2 separate regions of the Hordeum vulgare genome follow, and region 2 is linked to region 1. The links are chromatin contacts, called in public Hi-C maps. All regions are on one chromosome and are shown on one strand. Each heading gives the region's core, a stretch centred on a gene start, on an enhancer-like site or on the middle of the called end of the contact. The rest is flanking DNA. Distances are from core to core; before and after follow the strand shown.

Region 1 (6,954 bases), core at 3,448-5,947:
GCTTCACCAGGGGGACAAGGGCCACTTTTCCTCAAGCAAGAATGGCAAGCTATAGTTGCAGAGAACATACTGTATAATTGAGTTGAAACCTGTCATTTGATAGTGTTGGATGGCCCCACCTGTAATTACCCCATAATAATCAATCACCCATAACTATAATGGAAAAAACAAAGTGAAAACATGAACACTGACGATGCTAACCATCGGACACAATTACCGCCGCAGAGCAAGGGATAAGAGGATCTTGAGAGGGGCAGAGGGGGCGAAACAACAATCGGAGAAGCGAGAGGCGACACGAGGAACGGGACTAGGGGAAACAAGCTGGACGACGGTGACGTCAACCCGAGGGAGGAAGATGGATGGGAGAAACAGATAAAAGGTATATGATCTAAAACCAAAAATGTATAAGGATTAAAGTGTAATAAGGAAAACAGGAAAACAAAAGAGTAAAACCAGAAAGCAAAAAACACGCGGGGTTGCCTCTGTGCGCCATAATTGTGAATGCAGAAGTCTCCCGAGCATGATGACGTGGCACTTGTCTCATGGGGAGGAGACACCTAGTTTTTTTGTTGAGAAATTACCCTCGTGCATTCTTTATGAAATTGTCACTATGTTTACATAGACGAAAAGGAAGATCACCAGGTTAGTCGTCCAACTAAACATGATGGTCAACCCGAGTCAGAGAGCATGTTTCACTAAGTTGTCAAGCTCGGTATTCGACCACTACTTGACATGACGTCAAGTCTTCCTCCCGCAAACCTAGCCGGTGACTATTTATCGAATTAAGCGAACCAATGTAGAACCATCACTCAAGCATCTGTAGTACTTGGGCTGGCCCATCTTCATGCAGATTAAAGTAAAAGAATTTTTTTAAGGGGGAGAAGGCAGGGTCAATCCCTGGTGTCCTAGGGTGATCATCGAGGATGGCAGCCACTCCGCGCACTTCTCGTTACTGTGTAGTTGTAGGGGTGCGACCTACTTGAGGCGACTCGATCTAGACTTTTCTGTTTTCTACTTATTTTCTTTATTTTCTTCTCTGGTTTTTTATTCTTTTAGTTTTCTTCTCTGGTATTTTCCATTCCTTTTCCAATTGTTTCTTCGTTTTTTGATCTTTTCATTTTTTTCATTTTTAGTTCTAATTTTTTGTTTCTTTTTGTTTATTTCATTTTCATACTATATTTGTTATATATGTCAACAATATTTTCTTAATACATGTTTAACATTTATCCACTACAAATTTAGCACTTTTCTTATATATGGTCAACATTTTTTATATCACATGTTTATTAACATTTTTCCAAATTCTCGATTAACATTATCCAGTGTGCTTGATTAACAGTTTTCAAATAAAAAGATTAACATTTTCTGAATACATGGCCAACATTTTTCTATACACATTTACCATTTTCCAAAGGCTTGATTTACATTTCTCAAAGACTTGTTCAACATTTTTGCAAGTGCCTAATTAATATTTTCATATACCAGATTAAAAAAGCATTATTTTTTAATGCATGGTAAACATTTTCTATAAACACACTTAACATTTCTCAACTGCTCCAGTGACATTTTTCAAATACTTGGTCAATATTTGCTTTAAAATGCTTAATTATCATTTTTATATACATGATCAACATTTATATTTCAAATACTCGTTCAAGAATTTTCAAATATGTATTAAATATTTTTTCTAATACAGATTAACACTTTCATATACATGATCAACATTTTATAAAATACTTGTTCAAAAAAAATAAATGTTCTTTATAGAGTACTTTTTGTAATAAACTCTATTTATCACCCATGATAGTTTTACGGTCAATTTATTAATAAATTATATTTGAAATAAAAATAGTTACATTTATATTCATCCACTACGTAAAATTTGATGTAAGAAAAAAAATATAGGTTACACGACCAGGAAAAATAATTTATTGTATATTTTTTATATTTGTAATTTTACGTGCCATAAAATATTTTTTACGATGATTATATATTTTTCTTACGGTTGCTTTTAATGTATAAAATAACACAAAATTTATGAAGCATAAATTATGGTACACCGATGTTAAAATAGAGGGTGGGGGTGAAGAATAACTATTTCTCATCCGGGATGACGAATAGCGCAGCCCTATATAAATTATAAAATTAAAGAAAAAAACAAAATCAAAAGTAGTAAAAAATAAGTAAAAGATGTTATGGCCTCCCGCCCGTGTGGGTTGGCCGAAATCACTTGCCCCTTTCGCGTCTCCGAAGCCAGACTCGCTGAAGGCGAATATAGGGGCACCCCACACTCAGCTCGCTCACCAAGGCTGCTAGCATAATCTTGAGTTTATGTGTGACAAGATTTGTGTCTAATCTTGAGAGTTAGCATCATGTATTAGTTGATTCCCGGCATGAGTTTGTAACCGATTCATATGTATGACTTGCATGTCATGAGATCGGTACATGGGCAAATTCCAACAATTGATATGAGAGCAAGGTTCAGGAATTTGAAGTTGTGCTTGCCCTGAGGTGGTGAGCTATTACCGCCTCGGGGCGGGACATGAAGTTGCTAGGTGGTGCTGCGACGAGGAGGATCAGGCGATCGTCGCTCGACGAAGCGACACGAAGGGAGGCGTGAGACTATCATCGACAATACGGTGGAAGATGATCGTTGATGGGAGATTCGTGCCGAGGTGCGGTGCCAAGAAGACTCGTGAAGATCATCATCCGAGGGAGTCAAGGAGTCGTGCGGGGTTGGCACATGTTGGTCGTCGTTGTCTCAGCATTGTCATGTCCAAGTACTCATCTATGTGAGGATCTGTTGAAGACGAAAAGCGTCTAAATCGTTTGCGCGTCTAAGTTGTTTGCGTATCTCGAGGAATCCTCACCGAGACAACACTTGGGAATGACAATACCAATTGTTGGACCCATGGATCAATCACATTGAAGTAGACGATGAACAAACACACACAAAAATCTTGTAACCAAGGACACATGTCACGTCCCTATATTTTACCGGTTTTGGGAACCTTCTAGAATTTCTGAACCAATTTTTTAATATTTCGTTTTCTTTTTCTTCTTTAATATTTTTATGTTTAAGTTTATGTTTCTTTTTATTATGTTTTATTTTTATTTTATTTCCTTTTCTTTTTTATTTGTCCTGTTTTTTTGTTTAGAAATTTCATTTTTTTTCAACGTTTTAAAATACATTCTTATGTTAAATTTGTGTTCACAATTTAAAAAAACATATCTTAATAAAGCTTCCGTAGTTTCAAAAAAAATCTCGTATTCAAAATAAAAAAATAAAAAATAATTGTCATAATTTCCAAAATTGGTCGTGTTTAACAAAAAAAATCAAGAATTTCGAAAAATGTTCCTGTGTTCTAATTGTTTTTTCAAAATTTCAGAAAACTGTTTGTATTTCAAATATGTTCAGGAAATTTCAACAAAAAATCTTGTTATAGAATTCTGTTAACTGTTTCAGAAAAATGGTCATGTTTAAAAAATGTTCATTGTTTTATCAATTTCTTTGCTGTTGAAAAAGTATTAGCATGTTTCAGTTTTTGTTCGCATTTCCAAAAAAAATAAAGAATACAGTTGTCCTGTTTTTTTGTTTGGAAATTTCATTTTTTTCAAAGTTTTAAAAATACATTCTTATGTTTAATTTGTGCTCAGAATTAAAAACAAACATATCTTAATAAAGCATCAGTAGTTTCAGAAAAAATCTCGTATTCAAAATTAAAAAATAAATAAATAATTTTCATAATTTCCAAATTGGTCGTGTTTAACAAAAAATCAAGAATTTTGAAAAATGTTTCTGTTTTCTAAAAAAAAGTTCAAAATTTCAGAAAACTGTTCGTATTCAAAATATGTTCAGGAAGTTTCAACAAAAAATCTTGGTATAGAATTCAGTTAACTGTTTGAGAAAAATGGTCAGGTTTAAAAAATGTTCATTTTTTTATCAATTTCTTTGCTGTTGAAAAAGTATTCGCATGTTTCAATTTTTGTTGTCATTTCCAAAAAATAAAGAATACAAATTTTGCTTGCAATAAAAAATGTTCTGTTTTAACTTTTTTGTTCGGAACTAAAAAATTGTTCATGTTTCCCTTTTTTGTTCAGAACTTAAAATCGGCTCAGGATCTCAGAAAATATCCAGAAAACCGTTGAAAAATATTCAGGAATTTCAAAAATAGTTTGGGAATTTCAAATAATGACCCCATTATGAAAAATTTAAATTTTTGAACGTTTCGATTTTTTTCCAGATCTTCGAATAATTTTGGGAAATGTTAAAAAATGTTCCCGCTTACAAATTGTATTCACAAATTTTAAAATGTTTATTTTAGAAATAATATTCCCAAATTCAAACTTTCTTTGCATTTTCCTTTTTTCTTCGCAAATTAAAATGTTCAGGAATTTCTAGAAATGTGCGAGCTTTCCAAATTTCTTCACAAATTCGAAAAATGTCATGTTTGCAAATTTTGTTTGCGGATGCTAAAAATGTCCGGGCAACTTAATTTTTTTTGACACTTTGAAAAAATCAAATATATACAGAATTAAAAAAAATGCTTAAAGCACTCGAATCGTTCATACTTTTGTAAAAAGAAATGGATTTTTTGAATATCTATTGCAGTGTCGAGTTGTAGCAGTAACACCGCGCTATAGTACTCGCCCCAGTGTTGCAGTATATACCATCCCATCCGCTACACTGCCCTCCTGATGGGCTGGCCCAGTCTGGACCCGGCCTGTGTGAAGGAGCGGCTACCTGCTGCAACAAGCAGCATATAAGAAGTCCCTTTTCAATTGGTGTCTTGGCAAAAAGCGAAAATGCCAGAAGTCACTAGTTAACGAGCGTTCCTTCAAAAGCCTCGCAGCAAGCACTTCCACGTGTCGTCACTTGTCGCGTTCTCAGCCACCGTCATATGTCGCGTTCTGAGCGCTTCTTCCGGATTTATTTTTTTATTTTTTTTCGCATGAGTTTTTGGCTTGAACATTTTTTTTAGGTTTTTCACCTGTCTTTGTTAGCTTTTTGACGGAAAAAAGTCGCGCAAAAAACATGTTTTTTTGTGAGAGACACGGTTTTATTTTCGCGAAAGGCACGATTTTACCTTCGCGAGAGGCACGGTCGTGCCTCTCGGAAACAAAAAAACGTGTTTTTTTTGCGAGAGGCACGGTTTTGCTTTCACGAGAGGCATGGTTTTGTCTTCGCGAGAGGCACGACCTTGCCTTTTGAAAAGGGAAAATAATAACGCGTTTTTTTTTTTTTGCGAGAGGCATGGTTTTTTCTACGAGAAGCACGTTTTTGCTTCCGCGAGAGCCATGGTTTTACCTCACGAGAGGCACGACCCTGCCTTTCGGAAAGGGAAAAATAATAACGCGTTTGCTGAGTTTTTTCACGAAAGGCATGATTTTTTTTTACGAGAGGCACGATTCTATCTTCGTGAGAGGAAGGCCCGTGTCTTTCAAAATGAAAAAAATAACGTATTTTCTTTCTGCGAAAGGTACGGTTTTGTTTCGTGAGAACACGGTTTGTCTTTGTAAAGCAAGCTCGCTATAGTTTCTGCTTCGAAACGCTTAAACTAGTCTGTAGTTTATATGGATGGATGTACTCCGGCGGAGAAGGTATTCCCCAAATATGCAGTTTCATTCAGAAAAATGGTACCCCTGGATTTTCTCTACTCGATAACCTGAGTCTGCACCTTAAGTTGGATATCCATATGTCATCTCAGTGTCAATATCAACGTCAGACCACCAGCATGACCGGTTTTAAAACATGGTTTTCTTAAATTTAAAACAAAACTCTGTAGATTGCAAGGGGAATGACTTGACCAATACTTAAAGCACGCTCTACTTAAAAAAGAGAAAACAATTTTGTTGAGTTTGAAATGCTTAATATTTGATGAAATCACCTTTTTGTTTCTCTTTTTTGCCTGAGATATGCTTAAATATGTTGTAAACATTTTGCGGGAAGCTTTTTTTTTTTCAAAATACTCCCTCTGTATCATAATACTTGTTGGGGAGAACTAGTCTAGTTCTTCCCAACAACAAGTATTTAGGAACAGAGGGAGTATAGTTTAAGCTTTGAATTTGAGAGCCTTGCAGGATGGTTTCTATGATCTTGCCAACTTAATGCCTCCTTTTTTCCCTGAATTGAGGAGCATAGAACCCAATTTCAATCATCATGAATCTGATCAGACAAGATCCCTCGACATCAAGTCCACCGCATTGCTAGCTTACAGTCGTACAACAACCAATTATAGAAAACTATCAACGAAAGACAAAGCCACAAAGTGCCTAGCATCTCAAGTTCTCAACCAGTTATTCAACATTCCAGCCAAAATGTCAGACAGTCCAAGAGCACCAGTAATAAAACAGAGCATCCACCAGGTAGCAACAGAAACTACTAGACGAGCCGTCATGGAGATGCCCCGGGAGAAAGCATTATCCATGGAGCAGTGTATGAACAAGTGATCCACACTCTCATTACAATCACAGAATCTACACACCACCTTCCCAGCCCCTCTTCAAAAGAATATCAATGCTCATCATTAATTCTCTCGTGGCGCCGCTTCTGACATTGTGGTAGATCAAGTTGAGATCATTGGATTGTGACATCGTCTCCAATAAGGAAGCTGCCTTTTGTCAACTCAGCATCACTTTCTTCTCTGTTTTCCTGAGCTGTTTCCACTACAGAAACATTATTCTGTTTGTCCTCATCTAGGTGACAATACTCAAGAACATCAGAGCCAGCCAATTGCTTTGTCACCATTTCTTGCAGAAAAATGGTCCGCCTCATCGTGATGCTTCACGGGAATTTTCTTGCTACCCGATAAACCGAGTCCGCAACTTCAGTTGGATATCTTAATGGCATCTCAATTTCAATATCAAAAATTCAAAATCAACACCAGGCTACCTCCATGATAGGGCTTAAAACATTTTTTTTTTTTTTGCGGAAGAAAACATGCTTTTCTTTAG
Region 2 (6,954 bases), core at 1,835-4,334, 160 kb before region 1:
CCTCTCCGTTCGAGTGTATAGAACATGCGTGTAGTTTTAGGTTGTCAATTTAACTAGTTAAATATATATTATATGCGATAAAAATTACATATTTAAAAACTACATTCCTGTATGAATTTAATGGTTTATTATTTATTACAAATAATACATATTTAAGTAGTTAAATTAACGACCTAAACTACGGGCATGCCCTATACATTTGGACGAAGGAAGTACAATTTTGTACTAGAGCCAGTACGAAGTTGAGACACTTATTTTAAGACTAAGGGAGTAGATATTAGTAGGTAGTTCCCTCCATGCTCTGCTTCTTTTCTGAATTATGATCAATTTTGATTGCTTGAAACGAGTTCCATTCGTATGTAAATCCAGGATTTTTTTTCTTCTACCATCAACAAGAAGTTGTAGGTTCAGATAATAAGAAGCAACATTCAAAGTAGTTTACAATATAAAGTATCAGATGACTAGATCATCACACCGGAATTTAATTTTTTATTGGACGGGGCCAATAAACAAACAGTTATTGATTCATATACTTACAATGTACTTTATTGGACGGAGTAAATGAGGAAATCTGGTAGCATGTGAGAAAGGTCACACATAAGCAAAAACAAATTTATTCAGGTCAATCTTCTCAGTTTCTCACTGTCTTTACTCTTGACAATGCAAGAGAGATTTCACAACTTCATTCATGCTCGGTCTCCTGCTTCTTTCTTCTGCGAGGCACGACACGGCAGTCGTAATCATAACTACCGCCTGATCGGTGTTGAACTGCCCATGAAGCTTCGCATCCACTATACGCGTAGCATCCCCGGTAGCTAAAGCTCCCTTCACATCCTGGACAAATGCTTTCAGTTTGATAACTTTGCCATCCCTTGTACAGCTTGAGATCCTCCTCCCGGCCACCAGTTCTAGGAGCACCACCCCGTAGCTGTAGACATCGACCTTAGCGTTGATTGGCAGATTCATCGCCCATTCCGGGGCCATGTAACCGTCTGTTCCTCGCATGTGTGAGAAGTTGAAACTGGATCCATCCCTTTTATACAGCTTTGCTAACCCAAAGTCAGCTATCTTGGCTTCAAAATCTCGGGTCAAGAGTATGTTCTCAGGCTTCACGTCACAATGTAAGACCCACTCGAGGCACTCATGGTGGAGGTAAGCCAGGGCCCTCGCCGACCCCAAGGCGATGCGGAAACGCTCGCTCCACGCGAGCAATCTGTCGGCGTTCGTGCTGTTGAACAGGTACCTGTCCAGTGACTCATTCTCCACAAATTCATATACCAGCAGCTTGCGCTTTGCTTCCGAGCAGAATCCCCATGTGCGAACCAGGTTCATGTGATTGATCCTCCCAATCACGCTCATCTCTGCCCGGAATTCCTCTTCGTGCTTGGTGATATCTATGAGATTTTTCACCGCGATGACCCTCTTATCTTTGAGCAGTCCTCTGTACACGATTCCAGAGCCGCCTCTTCCGACTTCTTCTCGGAACTTTCCGGTTGCTTGCTGTAGCTCTTGGTAAGTAAATCTCCTGAACTGGCTTCTCAACACCGCGTAACCCCCCCGTGTTGAATCTTGCATGCCATTCTTTGAGAGGAACCACCATGTGGTCACGATGAGAATGAGCTCCAGGGCTCCTAATAATCCAGGACACAGATAGAAATATAGCCATCTGTCCACGTGATCAGAAGACTCATGTGTAATCTTGGGACCACCATGGGGGCATGTGAGAGCCGACTGTTCTGATCCGGAGGCCTGAATGTCAGCAGTGAAGGGCACTTTAAGATAGACACTTCCTGGGAATGCAGGCGACTTGTATCCATTGAAGAGCAGACCTTTAGGGTAACAAACACCGGTTCCGGTTAGCCGGTAAGAGAAAGCGATGCAAGAGCACATGCCCAGGCAGATGTTTCTACAGTCTTCAAATGAGATGGAGTCGTTGAAGCCAAGATCAAAGTCGTAGTAATCAGTTTGGGGGATCTGGATGAACCTGTACCGGTCTTGCCCACAGTTGTAGCTGAACGTCGGCCTGCAGCCTTTGCTCCACATGTTTGGATTAACCATCTCAAATCCAGGAGGGCACGAGCAGCGGGGTCTCGGCGAGTACTCGAAGAACCCGTTTTTTCCACATAGGCCGTGCACATAGTGCATCTGCAGTATGGCTTGCCATGTGACCACCCATCTTCCGCTCGACGCATCCAAGCTGCGCATTCTGAGATTGCCGTCGTGCTCGAGCGTCAGCCTTCTTCTGATGAGTAATGCGCCATGGTCACAAGATTGTACCGTGAGGCCGTCGGTTGAGAAGAACCAACCCTTGTCATCGAGGACTGCAAGTCTGGAATTGTTGTTGAATCTCGGGGCATCATCTTGAAACATGGTGTAGTCATCATTTGGCCAGTAGATGCTGGAGAACTCTGGCCCGTTGTACACGAGACGTAGCCTGTTGTCGTTGTCGAAGTAGAGACTGTGGTAGCCGGCGACCAACCTTGTGTCTTTGGTCAGCTGCTGGCAAGGCAGCAAGGTATCGGTCGGCGTGGCGAAGCTCTGCCACAGCACCGCGCCGCCCGAGTCTCTGATGACGAGGTTTCCAGTCTCCAGCAGCGCGGCCGTCGGCCGGTCGCCCGCGCCCCCGCTGCTCGCCCACACTGTCGAGCCGTTGGCGTCGGCCAGGACAAGGTAGCCATCGTCGTGCAGCATCGCCTTGGACCCGTGCCCGTTCACCGGGGAATGGCGGTTGGCGGACCAGACGACGGCGCTGTCGGCCGCGCCGGCGAACCAGACGGAGAAGGTGAAGGCGTTTGAGCCGGCTGGGTAGAAGCCGCAGGAGAAGGTCGCGTTTGGTGAGACGAGGAACGTGTGCTCGTACTCCTCCACGGCGAGAGTTGAGCCGGCGCTCAGCGTCGTCAGCTGAGCCGATGCGCAGGTGATGGGCAGAAGAGAGGGGATCAGAATGAGGATCAGATAGGGGAGGGTGGCCATGGTTTTGCTCATCTTTTCTTTGATGTCTTGAGTCTGCTACCGAAGACTCAGGTCCTCCCAGTTTATGTGGTGTAATCTGCTGCCGCCGAAGACTCAGGTCTCCCATTGGGGAAGGTTCGTGCCCAATGGTAGAAAAGTGTAGTCTTCTACTGGTCTTGCAGGTTGTCGAGCGAGGCGTCTGCATCAGAGCAACTCTAGCAACTGTCTTATTATCAGCGTCCCACTCTCACCAATCCTCTCTATCATCTTGGAGTCTTATGTGGCGTGCTGCTGACCACATGCCTACCCGGGCGTGGCACGGACTTTTCTCGACCATGCAAAGCAAACCACGACTAGCTTCGCGCCGCGTCCAAAAAATGTTTTTACAGCACGCGCGCCGGCTGATTTAGCGCAGGGATAGACGCTGGCTCCAACAACTGCGTTATAATGCAGCGCGCGCGCCGCGCTTCAGCAATGCCAAAAAATGCAGCGCGTGCAGCAAGCACAAACCACATATACATTTCAAAAAATAGCGAGAAAAACGATCAAACAAACAAAATAAATCAACAATAAATAGTTATTACAACTCAAACAAATAGTTTCTCGTTCAGTACAACAAATAATGCAATAAACACAACCAATAGTTCATGAACAATACAATACAAATAATGCAATCAAATCATGCTCTTTGTCGTCCATGCCATGCACACCACTCTTCAATCAGATCCTTCTGAAGATCATTGTGTGTTGCGGGACGCCGAATGGCATGATACGAGGCAACAAAACAGGCAACTCTTTCAGCCCTCCGTCGCACTCGCACGGGATGTCCCAAGAGCTCATACTTTGAGTATTCTACATCTTGGCCACGCTCATTCTCGATGATCATGTTGTGCATGATCACACAAGCGTGCATGATGTACCAAAGCATTTTTTGATCCCAAAATCTAGCCGGTCCTCTCACAATAGCAAATTGGGCTTATAAAATCCCAAATGCTCTCTCCACATCTTTTCTAGCAGCCGCCTGAGCATTGTGAAAATCAAGATTTTTCTTACCTTCTGGCCGTGGAATTGCCCATGCCATGCCTTTGGACAATTTTTCCAACTCCAATGCATGCAATCTATTGAGCCAAGCATGCCAGGAAAGCCGCGAGATTTGTTCATCGCCAATAGCCTTGCGGCGTCTTCAGCAGTGGGAGATCTCAAATACTCCTCGCCAAACACTTGCACAATTCCCACTGCAAAGCGCTTGACACACATGATGGCTTGGCTCTCACCCATAGCCAAGTGATCATCAACTAAATCAGCCGGGATACCGTATGCCAACATACGCAAAGCGGCTGTCCATATCAAATTCTTCTTCGGAAGAATCATACGACGAACTCATCTACAAAGTTCAATACTATACTATAAAAAACTACAATTCAAAACATGCACCTAATTCATAAATTTGAAACAATGCATACCTTGTAGGCGTTTTGTCGAACACCTTGCGGGCGCGGCGCGACAGCGAGCGGTGGGGCGCTGTTCCTCGGACATCGGAGGCGCGCGAGGGCCGGCCGGACTAGGAGGGGTGGGGCGGAAGCGCGGCGGCGCGGGGAGGCCGGGGAAGCGCCTGAACGGGGGGGCGCGGGCGGCGGCCGCAGCGGAGACAGGCCGGGGAAGCGCCGGCGGGCGCGGGCGGCGACGGCGGCTCAGGGATAGGCCGGGGCAGCGCCGAACGGTGGCACGAGCGGCCGCGGCGGCGCGGTCGGATGGGGGCGGTCGCGAGAGTGCAGAGCGAGCGCAGAGAGTGCACAGCCAGCGCAGGAGAGAGCAGGAGAGAGCGCAGAAGAAAGAAGGAGCGAGCGCGGGAGAGTCGCGTGCACGGGAGCCGGCGCAGCAAATAATGGGCGCGGGATTGCGTTTCGGCCAGCGCGCTCAATTGGAAATGGCGCGCGCGCCGTTTTTGCGCGCCCGCTGGAGCTGCCGCCGCGTCGCGCGCGCGCTAAATACAGCATTTTTTACGACGCGGCGCTTGTATAGCGTGGCTGTTGGAGATGCTCTAAGGACATCTCCTACGGGGCTGCTCAAATCCGGACTAATTTCGTGTCCGTTGTGTCTGTTTGAGCAGCCGTCCGGGACACTGTCCGGCCAGTTTTGGCCACAACCCCCACAATTCAAAATGGAACATATGCAAATACCAAAATGCCCTAAAATATATAGCAAAAGAAGGTCACGGTCCAGCCATATCGGCCACGGTTCAGGCCATGCCGGCCATGGTTCAGGCAAGGTTCAGGCAATGCTGGCCAGGTGAGGCCATGCCAGCCAGGGCAAGGATGTACAAAAGCGATGTCGGCCACGGTCGAGGCCATGTCGATCACCCCTCGCCCTCCATGTACCGCTCCTGCTTCTTCTCGTAGTAGGCCTTCTTCCTCGGGGTGAAGCGGCTCAGGTCCATGGCCATGATCTGTGCCTCTTGGGCGGCCAGAGCGAGCTCGACCTCCTTCTTCTTGTTCTCGGCCTCCATGGCCCTAGTCGCGGCTTCCATGGCCCTTATCTTCGCGTTCTCCTCCTCTATCTCCAGCTTCTTCGTTTGCACGATGAAGAAGTTCTTCGTCACCTCCTCTCGCTCCCGGCGCTTCTTCTCGCCCCTCTTGTCCTTCTTGTCGCTAGTCTTGTCCTTCCGCGTGATGAAGCCCTTGAGGGTCTCTTGCAATGCGATAGTCGTGGCATCGCGCTTGAGGTCGAGCTTGGAGTTGGTTCGGCCCCTTGGCCTTTCACTTGTCGTGCCATCGGCGGCATGGCCCGTAGCCATTGGCGGCACCCCACCCGGCACGGCCACACCTTTCTTGAGGGCGTTGTGAAGGTCCTTCCATTTCTGGTTGTCCTTGAGCTTCCGGTAGCAATGGGCGAAGTTGAATGACTTGCCCCCATGCTCGGCCTTGTACACCTTCAACGCTTGAAAAGCCTACACAAAAGGGCATTGGAGGACATGGGAACGTATGGCCACTCACCAAGTCGCTGATGCCGATGCCACTTTGAGGCCGGGCCACGGCGTGCTCGTAAGAGCCGGTGAACTTGCTGCACTCCGCTGAGATGAGGCCAAATCTCTTTTGGATAGAGGCCTCGGTCCTTGTGGTGACCATGGAGTACGGATGGAGGAGGGCCCGTTCATGGTAGTTCTTGTACATCCTCCTCAAGTAGGCATTGCCCTTCATCTCAGCCCCGACGATGGTGTTGTGTCCCACCTCCATCCATGTGTCGCAGAGGCACTCGTCCTCCGCCTCGGTGAAACCGGCGCCCCGCTTCGTGTTCTTCCTCGTCGATTTGGCCTGCTGGGTGAGCTCGTCCATGAACATGGGCATGTCGTCGATGTGGGGGTCGTCCTGGACCTCGACTTCGTCGTCCTCCTCGTACAGCTCGTCCCCCAAGTGGACGTAGCTCGCCTGGCCATCCTGGTTGATCATGTTGGCCATGAACCCCTCGCCGTCCTCCCTTGTCAGGCCCGGCGTCGTCTGCGTGTACGGGTCCTGCATTTCACCGAACAGGTTGCATGGCACCGGAAGGACGACCGTGGGGGGACGGTGGCCACCTTTGCTCGACGGCGCAGTTGACAGGCCGGACACGGGCGTCATGTTCAGATCGATCGAGACCCTGATTCGGGCCGACGATGAATCTTCCATGTACCCGTACCCGTACGCCGGCGCGGGCGAATCCGTCCTTGTGCGCGCGTCGAGGAGGACGCTCCGCGGCCAGACCGCTGAGGCGTTCGAGCTGCATGCATGTGTCGGAGCCACGTTCATGGTGGGCGCCGGCTGCATGCCCAACATGATCATGGCGGCTTGTGCCGCGGCTTGGGCGATCCTGGTCCGCTCGTCCTCCATCAGCGGCGGCGGCACCTTGTCTTCCTTCGCCCTCCTCCTCCGATCCGCTCTCTCCGCCCACTCCTCCTTTGTCCGCGCCTCCGTGAGCGCGTCCTTGGGCCTCTTCGGCTTCGGCTTCTGCGATGGGGCGGTGTCTTGG

What was found. A called contact is a pair of places that touch in the nucleus more often than the background predicts.
Region 2: a contact with region 1 is called in a Hi-C map of leaf, with 2.9 times the contacts expected there. The contact joins the promoter of LOC123410414 here to the enhancer-like site in region 1. A contact is called at or near these places in 3 of 6 Hi-C or Micro-C datasets (leaf and seedling).

Annotation. Positions count from the first base shown.
Region 1 is chr7H:622,008,229-622,015,182 of MorexV3_pseudomolecules_assembly, reverse strand. No RefSeq gene overlaps it. Among protein-coding and RNA genes, the nearest start is that of LOC123410279, 5.5 kb to the right of the region's middle. Within about 2 kb of position 4,697, at least 3 of the 3 cell types and tissues checked have open chromatin away from gene starts, as enhancers often do. A contact at or near this core is called in leaf and seedling, where this site is marked.
Region 2 is chr7H:622,165,239-622,172,192 of MorexV3_pseudomolecules_assembly, reverse strand. It overlaps LOC123410414 (putative receptor protein kinase ZmPK1), which reads right to left and starts at 3,084. Exons shown (of 1, transcript XM_045103354.1): 1 at 418-3,084. The coding sequence starts at 2,985. The coding sequence ends at 649.